Regions from separate parts of the Anser cygnoides genome. Here region 2 is linked to region 1. Evidence: chromatin contacts called from public Hi-C data. All regions are on one chromosome and are shown on one strand. The core of a region is the stretch at or near the end of the contact, and the rest is flanking DNA. Distances in the headings are between cores, read along the strand shown. Region 1 has its middle 37 kb from the start of SDC2. Region 2 overlaps CPQ (carboxypeptidase Q).

Region 1 (6,793 bases), core at 2,879-5,378:
CATGCTGTGAAAGCTGTGGGAGATATCTGCTAGTGGTACCGTGTGAGTCAATGCTTCTGTCCCCCTGCAGGATCCACCCCCATGTCCTTCCTCACGCAGCTGTGCTGGTTAGGGACGATCCATGTGGTTCCAGCTACTTGGATTTTCAGGATTTCTGCATGAGTTTCAAAGAGTTACTAGAACGCAATGGGAAATGTGATCACAAGGAGGCTTGTCTTGGTAGATTTCCTATTTAGTTAATAAGTCCATTTATTTAGACTTAGCAATTTCCTGTGGTCTACAGCGTATTTCCAGAGAGGAAACTCAAGTGCTGCTGTATAACTGCTGTCTATAAGCAACACCAGAGAAAGAAAATATACAAGCCACTTCCATTATTTCATGGTTCGGAAGCAATCATGCTCCTTGGTAGTCATGTGTCTTTTACTCAGAGCTCTCCATGTACTTGCCCTTTCATGAGGTCACTTTCTCTTGCTAAAATTAATGCTTCCTGGATACTGCTCACATGCCAGAAGAGCTGGTGACACCACTAACTCCACCACCCCACACACATCGCTCTCCCCAGAAAACACCTCGCCAAAGGAGCCAAGCCTGCCCCAGCCCCGGCTATAAGCTGGCCCAAAATAGGGGTCCATTCCCCAGCACCCCGCAGCTCCAGATGAAGTGCCCTGGTAGCACTGTGCTCGCACTGCCTTATTCCACAGAGGTACCCAAAGGACCTGGATCACAGCCTGTCCAGCTGAGCCGGGCGTAGGACCGCTGGCTTCTTGCTTTCCAACCCCACACACCATGAGTTAAATTCCCATCTAGTGCTGCAGTGACATTTATTAAAAGCAATAGCAAAACCACTCTCAGAACTGTGCAGCATCCTGTTTCTGTCCGAAAACAATCCACTTACAAGGAGGAGCATCATCACTCAACACTGCAAGAATTAATAGAAAAGGAAAATGAAGTGGGGCATGTTATGACGTGTTGCCAACACCAGGCAGCTCACGTTGTTCCACGAGAGCCTCTCAGAGTTCATCCCCATAACGCCGATTAAATCAGTTGTCAGTAATCTGGCTAAAGATGGCCTATGGGGCTGAGGTCAAACAGAGGAAGGAAAATCACAGCAATAAAGGAAAGTGAATCCGGGATAACATGCGCAAGAGCAAGAAATAAGAAACCCGTCTCCCCTTCCAGCAGCATGAATGGTTATTAAACTTCTATGAAATCACTACAGGTGCATGTGCAGGATGTATCGTACAGATATAATCCAAGTTACTGCAGGTTTCAACTGTTAATGCAGGGACTAATGACTGCAACCAAAATCTCTGTGCCGTCCTCCTGCCCGGCTGGCTCCGTGCGAGCCTACGCCCTCCAAAGTACCGGGTGGTTTGCAGTGGGTAAGCCTGGGAAGGGATCTGGAAAACACGCTCACAGAGATGTTATATTTAAGGAACAGAAATTCTGACCAGCAAATTTGTGGTCAGATTTTATTGTAACATGTGTATTTATTGTTTACCCAGAAAATCGACAAATTAACAGTTCTTCTTATAGCTGCCACAACTGAAAGCATTTGTGCTGCCCGGGGTGTACACCGTGACTCTGAAGCCAAGTTACAGCATGCAGTTATAGCTGAGACTCTGCCAATGTAGATTTTGGAGTGAAACAATCATCTCCCCTCCTCCCTTTGGAAAGGCTGCCTCACAGACCCTCGAAATCCCATGCCCCTTTCTGCTCCTGTTTGTGCCCCATCTCCGTGCATGCCACCACCCGAACCAGTTGCCACCTCGCACCGGAGCAAGCATCCTTCCTACAGCCAAGCTACAGTGATGAGCCGTAGATGGAAGCCCACCCGTGTGTGGAAATTTTCACCCCACTGGGGTGAAAAAATGTTGGATATGGGGAAAATGTTGGATGGGCCAAGCCTGCCCGGGTCTACTGGCTGTGAGGTCTCCAATTTAGGTCAAGTCCAACTGCCCGAGGCCAGCTCCAGCCTTACACATGCTGTTATGAGCAGAGATGATGCCTCATTCAGGTACATTTTGAGTGGGAAAAGAGTGGTTTAGCCATCTAGAAACTTCACCAGACTGGTGGGGACGGTGGCCAGCCTGGCGGGTGTCACCCCCCTCCTACGCCGGCAGCACCAGGCGGCGTGTGCTGATCTGCGGCGACTGGCGTGGCTCGGGGCTCGGGACAAACAAACACACAGGTGCCCTAGAAATCCCGAGGGCACAACTGGAGAAATATTGACAAACAGATGGACTTTAACTCATGCGGGCAAACTCTTATGCCACTGCATTGAGGGTGACTGTGTACTGTTCCTGCTTTTCCAGTTAGTCAGAGGTCATTTCACTGGAAAGCTCATGTTTTCTCACGTGTTTTTTTTTTTTTCTTCTCTTTTTTATTTGAAACATGAACTTGGGGTGACTTTTAACTTACTTTTAAGCTGAAAGTGTGCAGGGTATCCCAAAGGGAGCTCCATCGGCAGAGAGTCCAAAAGCTGCTGCGTGGCACTTTGTGGATGCTGTCACACACATGTGGCATTAGCAGCACTGTCCCACGTCCCAAGGAATCTTGCCTCGTGCCATCTTTGACATCTCCTTCTCCTCCCAGGCTGAGGATTTGTATTTAAGATAACTAACTGATTCTTTGATTTAATGGGATTGGCAGGGGAGGGAAAAATCTGTTGAAAATTTTTTCCCCATCCCTTTTCAAAACAAAAAAAAAATTCTCTATAGGAAATCATTTTACCGACAAAAAATAATTCACAATGAAACTTTGTCAGGAAGGGAACAACCCATCTAGTCCCAGTTTAAGATGATTTCTGGACCTATCACTCTCACTCATGAAAGTACGGGTTAAAAATGCTGCCGACAATTTGGTTCTGGGACACCTGATCCAATGTATATCATGAAAGGTAACTTTATATTAAGTATGCTAAAAAAAAAAGGCATATAGATATCAGATTTTCAGGCCATTATTAATGCCCCAAGTATTACAAGGTAGTTCACTGTGCCTATTTTATGCAGCAGAAAAACTGGCTACTGATTGCTACCAGCTTCCTCATGCCTCAGCCTGAAATTATTTCTGCCCTGAAGATTTCTGTTTGCTAATGTCTTGGGAGCCATTACATGAGAAGAGAAGGCGTGAGACAAAACCCTGTTTGCAAGGCGTTAGCACGTATTGGCTCCAGAAGAGAAACTACAATGACAATTAGATTTTGCTGTTGACAACAGAGCGGCTAATCACTGAAGCTAAAATCAGATTACACGAAATGAAAGTCTGTTGCCTGGCTGCGGCCGAGTTTCAGATGTTCTTAGAATAAGTGTACCAAAAGGAATTGCAATCCCATTATCCAAACAAGAACCAAAAGCCCAAATCGAATGCCAGAAAGGTTAAACAGCTCCTTCTCAGCTCCCTCCCCTGATTCAACCAGCCGTCCTGTGGCTCGAGCCCTATTTCCAGACACATCCCATGCTCCTTGTGCTCATGCCACCTCTGTGCCGGGTGCTGCCTTCAGGTCCCCACCAGCAACAAAAGCCAATCCCCCCAAAGCCAACCCACAGCACCCAACCATCAGCTTCAGCTTGAGAGACAACGTAGACATAAATAGAAAAGTCTTGTTATTTTCTCTTGTTGGTCTCTCAAGCTTTCCCCCTGTTTTTACTCACACACTGGTCGCACATAAGTTTGACAACAAATCTTATCTTCTGCTGGACGCCCACACCATGGTCAGAGGCATTGCAATATAATGTTGGCAAACATCTGGCTGCTTGGTATTTTTGCAAGTTTGCTAGTGTTCAGCCAAAGTTTGCAGAGGGGTTTAACCGAAAGGTCAATGAAAGAATATCTGCATATTGTAAATCTAATGATCGGGATAGATGTAATTTTTTTAAATTTAAGAAAAAGCCAAAGTAAAGTCTTTAAAGAAATTGCTCATATATTTGAGGCTTGCAGTGGGGTAATAAAAATAGAAATTATGTACATAGGACATATTGTGGTGTAGAAACTTAACCTCAACATATTGATCGAGGCAGTTCTTGTCCCTGAATTAATATACGCCTACGAGTGAGTATTTGTTTTAGGGAAGATAAATAGAAAGGCCATGAATAAATATAAAAGATGAGATGAAATAGCCATCTGGACCACATTAAACCAAAATGTGTAATTGAAGCAGAGAGAGAGTGCATCCTTTGATCCAGTCACGCACAATTGAAATGAAAGTAAATGGGCAATTCGTGTTATCGAATCGTCAGAGGAGGGTCTGCAGCATGTGCACGTGAGAAGGATCGATGGAGAACTGTAGCACGAGGACCCCGAGCATCTCGGGTGGCCTCAGCCAGGGTGCAGTGCCGGGGCCAGGATGGTGTCAGCCCAAGCTGGGCTTGTGCTGAACCTGCTGAAACCACGCCGGGCTCCGGCTCCTCACCTGTTTCCACAGCTGAGCCAGATGGCAGGGCAAGCTTGAACTCAGCTCCACGTGGCCACCTGCATCCCCTTCCATGCCACAGCCCAGCACTTGGGACACCCGTGGGCAGCTGAGCCAGGTAGAAGCAAGCCAGTAAAACATCGCTCCTTTTACATCCAGAGCAGTTCTGCAAGCAACAGCACATTAGAGTGGGGACATGCTGTCTTGAAATGTCCTCCACCTGAGTAGAAGTGAAGACGTGGGGGTAGGATGGCCAGAAACTGCTAAAGGGAGGGAAGAGCATGAATTCTGACTCTGCCCTTGAAGCCAGGGCTGCCTTGCTGGTGCCAGGCTGGATGGGGCTTTAGGCAACCTGGTCTGGTGGGAGGTGTCCCTGCCCATGGCAGGGGGGTGGGACTGAGTGGGCTTTAAGGTCCCTTCCAACCCAAACCACTCTGTGATTCTGTGGAGCTCTGCTTTCCTGAGCACTGCTGCCTGCTCTCCCAAGCATTTGCTGCCCATCAGCAAATCCAAGCCTGGAGCAGTGCCTCTGTCTCCTGTCCCCTTGATCTCTTGGTCAAAGATGTCAGCCAGCCACAGATGTGTGTCAGATCTGCAAACAGCCCCAGTCCTACATCCCAGTGCTGTACTGGCAGAAATCCAGTGGGCAAACTAAGAAACATCAGCAACTTTTCCCTGGTGTAGCTGATTTGGCTCACGTTCACATTACTAGGCTGGTATACCAGCAAGGTTTTCCAATGGAGCCGTACCAATACCAGGAGAGACCCTTTGGCTCAATAAAGTTACCCCCAGAGAGGCACTCACAGATTAGACTTCTCTGGCTTTCCAGCTCAGCCTCTCACTTCTGTTGTGCTTTTGAAAATAGCTGACCTGCTGAAGCTTTGAAATGCTCATGCAGAACCCCCAAGCTCCCTCGACACTCTCATCTCAGCAGGACTCATCCAACCACTAATGCAAGTGTACCAGTACCACCAGAAGATCCCCGTGCTTAGGGACAATGACATTTGAAGGCACGGGAGTGCTGCTATGTGACCAACCGGGGCCAGGAGCCAGGGACACCTGCTCACAGCCCGAGCAGGAATAAGGTACCTGTTGTTTTGATGGCAGGCAGCAAATTGCCTAGGTGAGGAGACAGCGATGCTTGGGAAAGCAGAGCTCGCTGAAGGCAGCTTCTAATGACTTTTTAGCTCATTCAGGACCTGGCTGGGATTTCAACAGCTGGTTCAACCACAGCGGACCAAACTGTCTCCTAGCAGAGCCCTGTCTGGAGCAGAGGAAGAAGAAATGCTGCTAAATCCAAGCAAATCATTTTTCAAGATCCTGTTGTCGACTGCCAGCTTCAGGAATAGCTTTTCCATTTCTCCCGTGCTCCTTGGTTCTGCGCCTGCGGTTTAGTCCTGTGTTTAGCACGATGAGTTTTGGAACAGGCAGAATGTGCAGTCAGCTTTTTTGTGCTGAGGGCAACAGGCTGGATAATAACCTTGAAACAGCCCTGTGGCCAACAGCATAATATTATCTAATAACTTTCCTTCGTTATTTTCTCAGCTCACAGAGCGAGGGAAATGATTTGCAAATGCTCACTTATATATACACATATGTATGTATATATGTATATATGCATTTTCTAACATTGCAGCATAAAATATTCATGGGGAGAGTTTCTCCATTATATCCAAAGCTCAAGCAGAAATTTCTTATAAGAGTTTGTATGGATTAAATTATTCAGGTCATTTTATAATTGCCACAGAATAGAGATGATAATTCCAGAAAAAGAGGGAATTCAGAAAAAATAAATATATAAAATGGGGGGAGAGGGTAAAGAGCTCTTATAAATTAAAATTTTAAATCCTTGACAAATTCTTCATGGAGTGACTTTCAGAGCCAGGCAGAGCCATTTTAGCTAGCTCTGTTAGGCAGTGTCAAAGCTGGCTGAGTAACTGAGCAGAGATGTGTCTGATATATCCCCCTTATAGGCTACCCAAAAATGTAGGATTGGACCTGGGATGTGCTGGTCACAATAGCAACCACCAGCTGAGTGAGGTTGGGTGCATCCCTTCAGGTAATTAGGGAAGCTGGCATGCCAGGCCCTCACATCCAGAGCAAAGACAAGGCGGCACAGAGAGGGCAGCTGAAAAAATATGCTACACCTTTGAAAAACAGCCCTGAGCCCTGACAGCTCCCTTGTTTGAATCCAGTCTCCAGGCTGGAAAAAGACTTGAGACAAGTTTTCTGTCACTGGCTGTGTGCACTGCTGTCCTGCTCCTCCTCTCACTGAAAGATGTCTTCCCTTCGCTCTCAGCAGCTTGGAAGACTTTTCCCATTTGCATTTCACCAAGCTATTGGAAGTTGCACAGGGGTTCAGAGGAGAAGAGGAAACCCCAC
Region 2 (6,793 bases), core at 1,465-3,964, 260 kb before region 1:
CCCATGCCATTTGGCTGGATGTTTCCAGACACTATAACCTCAGAAAGCTGCATGCAGCCCAGTGTGTTTTGAGCACCACTGCTGGAGTGATCCTCCACAGACTTACCAATCCCATTTTTGAACTTATTTACACCTCTGCCCCCCAAAGCTCCCCGTGGCAATGCACTGTGTGCCCATCGTGTCATGTGGGCACACCGTGGTTCTTGTGCTGGGAGCTGCAGCAGCGGTGCCCTGCCTTTCCTCTTCGACCTTCTTCATACTGTTGATGCTTTCATATGTTTTTAGCATACACTACCTCAGCAGTTTTTTCCAATCTGAAGAGTCCTCATACACAGAAACCACTAATACCTCTGAGGATGCAGGCTGCCGTGACTCTTCTTGTCCCTCTTCTCATCCTGCTTCATCATTCCTGTGACGAGAAGCCCAAAACTGCCTACAAAAGTCAGTGCGATGTAACTGCAGCGTCCCACAACACAGACCCCTTGATATTTTCCGCCGATTCTCCACCTGCAGCACACAGCTCAGTGCTTCTCACTGTGCCTGGCTACTGAACTGACAATTCAGACGATTATCTTGATTTGATTTTGCAGATCTGAAAATAACTAATCTGGATCCTGTTTTCATGTATGCACAGCACATGCGTAACAAACCGCACTACTCTGCGTTTGGTGGCACTGAAATGCCACTGGGTGTTTTATCACTTAAGAACTTCCTATTACAAGATCACTGTCACATTTTCACAGCTTCAGTTTGTACGTGAAACATTTGGAGTAGGCACCAGTAAATTTTGCCAACTTGCTATTCGCTCCATTTGTGGCTAACATTGAGCTAGGCGATCACCCAAAGTTTTCCGAAAATGTTGCTGGGCAGCCTAACAGAGCTCTTTCTCCATTCTGAAAACTGACATTTTATTTCTACCTCCTTTCAGTCAGATATTACTCTGCAAGAGGGAAATACCTCTTACCTCCCAGTAATTTATTTCTCTAAAGGTCTTTGATGCTGGGGCTTTTGAGAACTGAACTGTACTTTGCTGACCAGATCCAATTACAAAAATGGGTATAAACTCCTCCGAAAAAGCTTTACTAGACGGGTGAGTCATGACTTCTTTCTTCATAAGCCACACTGACCGTTCTACTACTTTCGTATTTTTTTGTCCTTGGAGTCCTTATAGAATCACACATCCACAGAATGGCTCAGGTTGGAAGGGACCTTAAAGATCATCTAATTCCAACCCCCTGCCATGGGCAGGGACACCTCCCACCAGCCCAGGTTGCCCAAAGCCCCATCCAGCCTGGCCTTGAGCACCTCCAGGGATGGGGCATCCACAGCTTCTCTGGGCAGCCTGTGCCAGGGCCTCACCGCCCTCTGAGTGAAGATTTTCCTCCCAAACTCTAATCTAAATCTCCCCTCGTCTCGTTTAAAACCATTCCCCCTTGTCCTATCCCTACACCCCCAGACAAAGAGTCCCTCCCCAGCTTTCCTGTAGCCCCCTTTAGGCACTGGAAGGCCGCTGTAAGGTCTGCCCTTCTGGTTTGTCACCCCCCTGCTCAATGACTCACAGATCCTTACGTAGACAGGGCACTTCAGTTTGGGATTATATACCTGTATTAACTGTAGGTATCTATTCTGTATATTTTAATACAGCTTATTTCATTCCTGCTTTCTTTAAAATGAGGTATGTGACTACATATATTATGTAGAGACTACTTAAAGCTGATATTTTTAAATTGGTTGTTGAATTTATAAATCTTTTACATTTTGCATTCTCTTTTAAACACTGCTTAAGATGGATGAAAGTCACTGCAAAATTGACAGTTTCTCTAATCTAGGATTCATCTTCATGCACTTATTTGTGCCTCAGTTCTGCGAAGCAGTTGAAGTTTGAGCATGCGATTTACTGATTAGCCTTTAAACGTCACACACGAGGGTCAAGCGAAGTGCTTAGTGAGACTGAGACCCACGTGAACCATCTTTCCTAACCACATGCATTTCTCAAAATCTCTATACCCGCTGTGCAACTGCACCATGTAGCCGATGCCACAAACCTGCTTAGAAACCCAAAGCATTAAAGTCCTTTCTTCGCCACCCTCTGCTAGCCACGGAGCTTGCTGTCAGAGCTCAGCAGTAGACACTTGTTGCACGGAGAAACTCTGTGCTACCGACCTCTGAACATCCCCAGACGATCAGGGGAGATACGCACGCCCCCAGATGGCCTGAACCTCTGATGTGGGGGGCTGGATCCAGGGGAATGAGCTGTGCATCAGCGTTTTTGCAGCATATGTGTCTGCAGGAATCATCTATACTCACATTTGCAATCAGTTCAGGAAGCTTCCCTGTATTTCACATTTAACGGAGGTATTTCCTAAGCCAAATTTGCAGCTCAATTTAATGCAAGCCTTTAGGTCTGCCTTCCCAGAGGAGGCATCATATTCAGAGGAAACGTGCAGCTTTCCATTGAAGTTCCCTGCGGGCTCTAACCTGCCCCGGACACGAACACAACTGGATGCTTGATCACAAACTTCCTGCAGGGTCTCTCTAGCAATTTGCTACCTCCTAGAAAAGTTCATGGCACATGGCTTAGCAGAGCTCTGATCTGTCCAGATGATGACCAAAGCCGGTTAATGACTATCCTGGTGGTGAACTAGTTATGAAGAAAAATGGCCAACCCTACTGTAAGGAAAACACACCCTAAGCAAACTACAAGCTGGTTATATTTTATACAGCACAAAAAAACTGTGTATTTATACTATCACACCAGCAGGACAAGCAGTGTTTTTTGCTGCCTCTCTGCTGTCATACCCCATTGAGACTCTGAACACTTGAAGGGGATGGTGGATTTCATCTGCAGGACCACGAGACAAGGCTGGTAGAATACTATGACTATGACAACTCTTAACTGTGACAACACTTAATACTTAAAACTATGACTATGACAACACTTAACATGACTATGACATACTTAATATTATCTATTGTTATGCTGATTAATGCATACTAAGCTACAGTACATACTAAAGCAATATAGGCTATTTCCTAATAAATGTTAGATGCTCCAGATATTGGTGATGAAATCCCTCTTTCATTTGATCTACAAACCCGTGTATATCTAACTAGTTCATTATTAATAGAAAAACAGAGAGGTACTTGAAACAAAGTTCAGATCTGATCTTATCGCAAGGTTCAGGGTTGTTCAGATCTGGGGTTTTGTGCCATTTCTAAACCAAAGCCCTACTAATTCTCCCTATTCTGATACACACATGGCATTGTTCCACGGGCTGTGAACACCAAGAACCAGGAAAGAAAAAAAACACACTCCTGAAACTAATGTTTTTATGTTCTTGACCAATAATTTTCCTATTTTTCTCAGAAAAGCTACAAAGAAACAACATATTTTAAAAACAAAATAAAAAAAGAATCCAGGTATAGTTAAGACACATGCTGCAACACTGTTGGCTGCAGTTTCAAAATCTCTCTGTTTTCATGTTTCATGGAGTGACACAGGGCTTCACTCAGAAAAGACACGGAGAAATTCAAGGATATTTGTCCTTTAAGGGGGGGAACAAAGAAATTCCTTCCACCTGCTCAGGCTCTGCAGCATATCACTAGCTGAATGTGGCCGCTGATTAATCCACACAGCACTACTAATATAAGAAAAACAAAGGGTAAATAAAGCAATGTCCCTACCTAGTATGATTCTTTATTCCTGCAAGTCTGAGTTGATGTGACAGCTGGTTTACCATGGCATAAACAGGCTGAGTCATTTGTCACAATGCAAATATATTAAGAGTAAAAGATAAGTCATGAAGCTCAGAGAGATCCCTAAGAGATACTGACAATTAATTTTAAGTTGAAAGGTTGCTTCCTTTTGTTGACAGAAACTCAATCACAGCAGTAAATGAAAATATCATTTGCCTAAAGATAGGTGTACTGTATTCATGTTACCATGCCCAGAACATGCTGGACCTACCTTTTTTTTTTCTTATTAATTTGTTATTTTAAAAAAGAAAACTGGTTGGGTGAAACTGTACAGAAGCAGAAGATGGCACTCGTGTATCCTGCCACCCCTGCATGCTGAGCTGTGAGTCCACCTTGGAAAATCTTCCTCCAGATACAATCTAATTATCTCCATCGCAATTATACTATTGCGCAAATCAAGAATCAATACATATTTTTCACCATTTGGGAATAAAAATGTCCAAGATCCCATTTTAAATTACACGCTAACGTTCCTTGGTGCAGCTTTTACAGAAATTTCATGCGTAGCTCCAAATGGCACGATGTTTTACATGTGATGCAATAAATGTAGCTAATCTGATAACAGTGACACTCTGTGCAATGCTAAGTAAACGAACCTTTATTACTTTAAACACTCCCTGGCACCCTTCTGATATACCGTGACGGTGCTAAAGCTTAGAGCAGTGTTTACAGCTGTATAAATCAAAGACACTTGGACTTGAGTTTAAGACAAAGAAATCAAGGGCAAGTGCCCTCTTGTAAAGCTTTTTATGGGGTTGCTTTCAAAAACCATCCACAGCCCGATGCAGAAGGGAAAAAGAGCCAGTGATTGGGAGCAGCCCAGAACAAGTGATGTGACCTATGCAAGATTATTATAAAACGTTTAGAATTATTTTAATGGAGAAAGCTGTATTACACTCCATTAAAAAATCTTAATCTCTGCATTGCTGTACTTGCCTTTCACAGGAGAGAAAGTGCAACTTTCAGTGCAACTTTTCATAACCAGAATCCAATTTGACAGACAGCTGGGACATTAAACCCAGATTTGATGGATTTAGATCCCTATCCTCACCTACTTACCTTGATTTTGATTACACTTCTTAAATCGATGAAAAGGTTTGCTATTCTAATTTCACCATTAAGAAAAGGCTGAGAATATAGATAACATTACGGTCTACCAAAACGTGCCAAACATTCACGTTTCCTTGGAAAAGAGCAGATATGAGTAAGGCATTTGGTTCCTCTCAAATCCATGCAGTGAAGACATATTTTGACACAGCAAGCACATACACATATACCAACCCACACATAATTAAAAACCTTTCAGGAGCCGAGAATGCTAAATCTGTATCTTGCTATAAACTCAAAGGACTGGAAAGACTACTCAGCCAAGCTAGAACTAAAGGTGTTACTTAAAAATAACATCTGAATGAAAAAGTTTTAATGCTCTTGCCAATATTTATTTTACTTTTACACCCTCTCTTTAAAACTGTCAGGCATTTGATAACAAAAAAAAAAAAAAAAAGAAAGAAAGAAAGAAAGAAAGAAAGAAAAAAAAAAAAGGTTGATTTTTGTCTCTTTAGGATCTGTAGTTGCAAAATCATTTTTGAAAAATAGTTTTGCCTGATTATTGCTTGAATACTTTCTATTTCCCACTCCTACAAGGACTGACATAGAAGAAAAAAGGTAGGTCTCATTAGTCCTGTGTAGCCCAAGCTCAACCTCAGCTAGTATCAGATTCCTCAGAAGAGGTGAAAAAAAAATGCCATCTTTTCAAAAATGCAGCCATTGAAATCACAACGCATTGACTGAAGAACGGGAAACTTTCTGCTGTCACATATTCTTTTCAGGGTCAAAAAATACACAAGGAAGATTTGAAATGAGTAGCTCATTGCAGGTGAGTACAGTCGCATTGTTCTGGGCTGACAGACTGCAATCGCTTCCCTCCGATGCCAGCAGGGTCCAGAACTGGGACTCCAAATGTGGCTCAGGGTTTTAAAAACCACACCGTAGCTGAGAAGGCAATAATAATTATTTCAATAATTAGATTCTGTCTTGCGCTGTGTACCAAGAGCCCAAGGCTTAACTGGAATTAGAAAAGGCACCCAGAGTGCCTCTACAGCAATCTATTTCAGTGAATGGAGCAGCCAAATATCCTTTTCTTGAAGCAGTGAAAGAGCAATCACACTTTTTCCTGTCTCAATGAATTTAAAATGCACTGCAAATCAAAAAGAAAAAGAGAACGACCACAGAAAAGAAGCAAAAGGCCTGGAATAACGCTATCCATGAAGAGGATGCACATTGAATGCTGCCCTATTTCTCTTCGGGAGAAAGGATGCTCTACTTTCTCTCCACTGTACTGAAGTTAAGCTGAACCCTAAAATAGGGATGCAGATTTTCCTTTGCACAGCTTGCTGAGGCAGAAGGGGGGCGAGCACGGGCGATGTGCAGGGAGCCAGGGAAGGCGAGCTGCAAGCAGGAGCTTTGGCCAACGGCGGGGAAGGAGGCTCACAGCTGGGGGAGGCAGAGCCAGGAGCGTCCAGACCTGTTGGGTTATTAAGAAGAGTTTCTCTGCTTTCTTAGCTGAACCCCAAGGATTGCTGGCAGAGGGACGTGACCGCCAGGGATACGTCCCAGACGCAGCTCCGTCCTGCTTGCTCACTGATCAAGAGACCTGAAGTCACCCCTTGGGCCAAGGGAGAGTGCCATTAAGTTGTGGCTAGGCTGAATATACAGAGTGAAATAGCTTTTAAAAGCCCCAAAGTAATGTTCTCAAAAACACTGCACCATGTCTCAAAACTGTTTTACCGTGAATAGATTTCTTGGTAGCTACTTGTCTGACCAAAAGCAAGGATCTGCATGGAAAAAAAAGAAAGCAAGCAAATGGTATTTGCACATCACATGACAAGTGATGATCCCTTCCTTCTCCCAAATCTTCCAAAACAAGAGGCATAAATGCAGAGCACTTGGAGGCTTCAGCAGCATCCAATTTATGTGCTTTTAATTGCGATGCACATGAACACCTGCCCTAGAAGCTAGCCAGCAGCTTTTGGTGGAC

The links. A called contact is a pair of places that touch in the nucleus more often than the background predicts.
Region 2: a Hi-C map of liver shows a contact between it and region 1, with 4 times the contacts expected there. The contact joins two enhancer-like sites. A contact is called at or near these places in 2 of 7 Hi-C or Micro-C datasets (both in liver).

What each region holds. Positions count from the first base shown.
Region 1 is chr2:139,804,701-139,811,493 of Taihu_goose_T2T_genome, reverse strand. No RefSeq gene overlaps it. Among named protein-coding and RNA genes, the nearest start is that of SDC2, 37 kb to the left of the region's middle. Within about 2 kb of position 4,128, at least 1 of the 3 cell types and tissues checked has open chromatin away from gene starts, as enhancers often do. A contact at or near this core is called in liver, where this site is marked.
Region 2 is chr2:140,058,897-140,065,689 of Taihu_goose_T2T_genome, reverse strand. The region is part of intron 6 of CPQ (carboxypeptidase Q); the gene reads right to left. Among named protein-coding and RNA genes, the nearest start is that of CPQ, 140 kb to the right of the region's middle. Within about 2 kb of position 2,714, at least 2 of the 3 cell types and tissues checked have open chromatin away from gene starts, as enhancers often do. A contact at or near this core is called in liver, where this site is marked.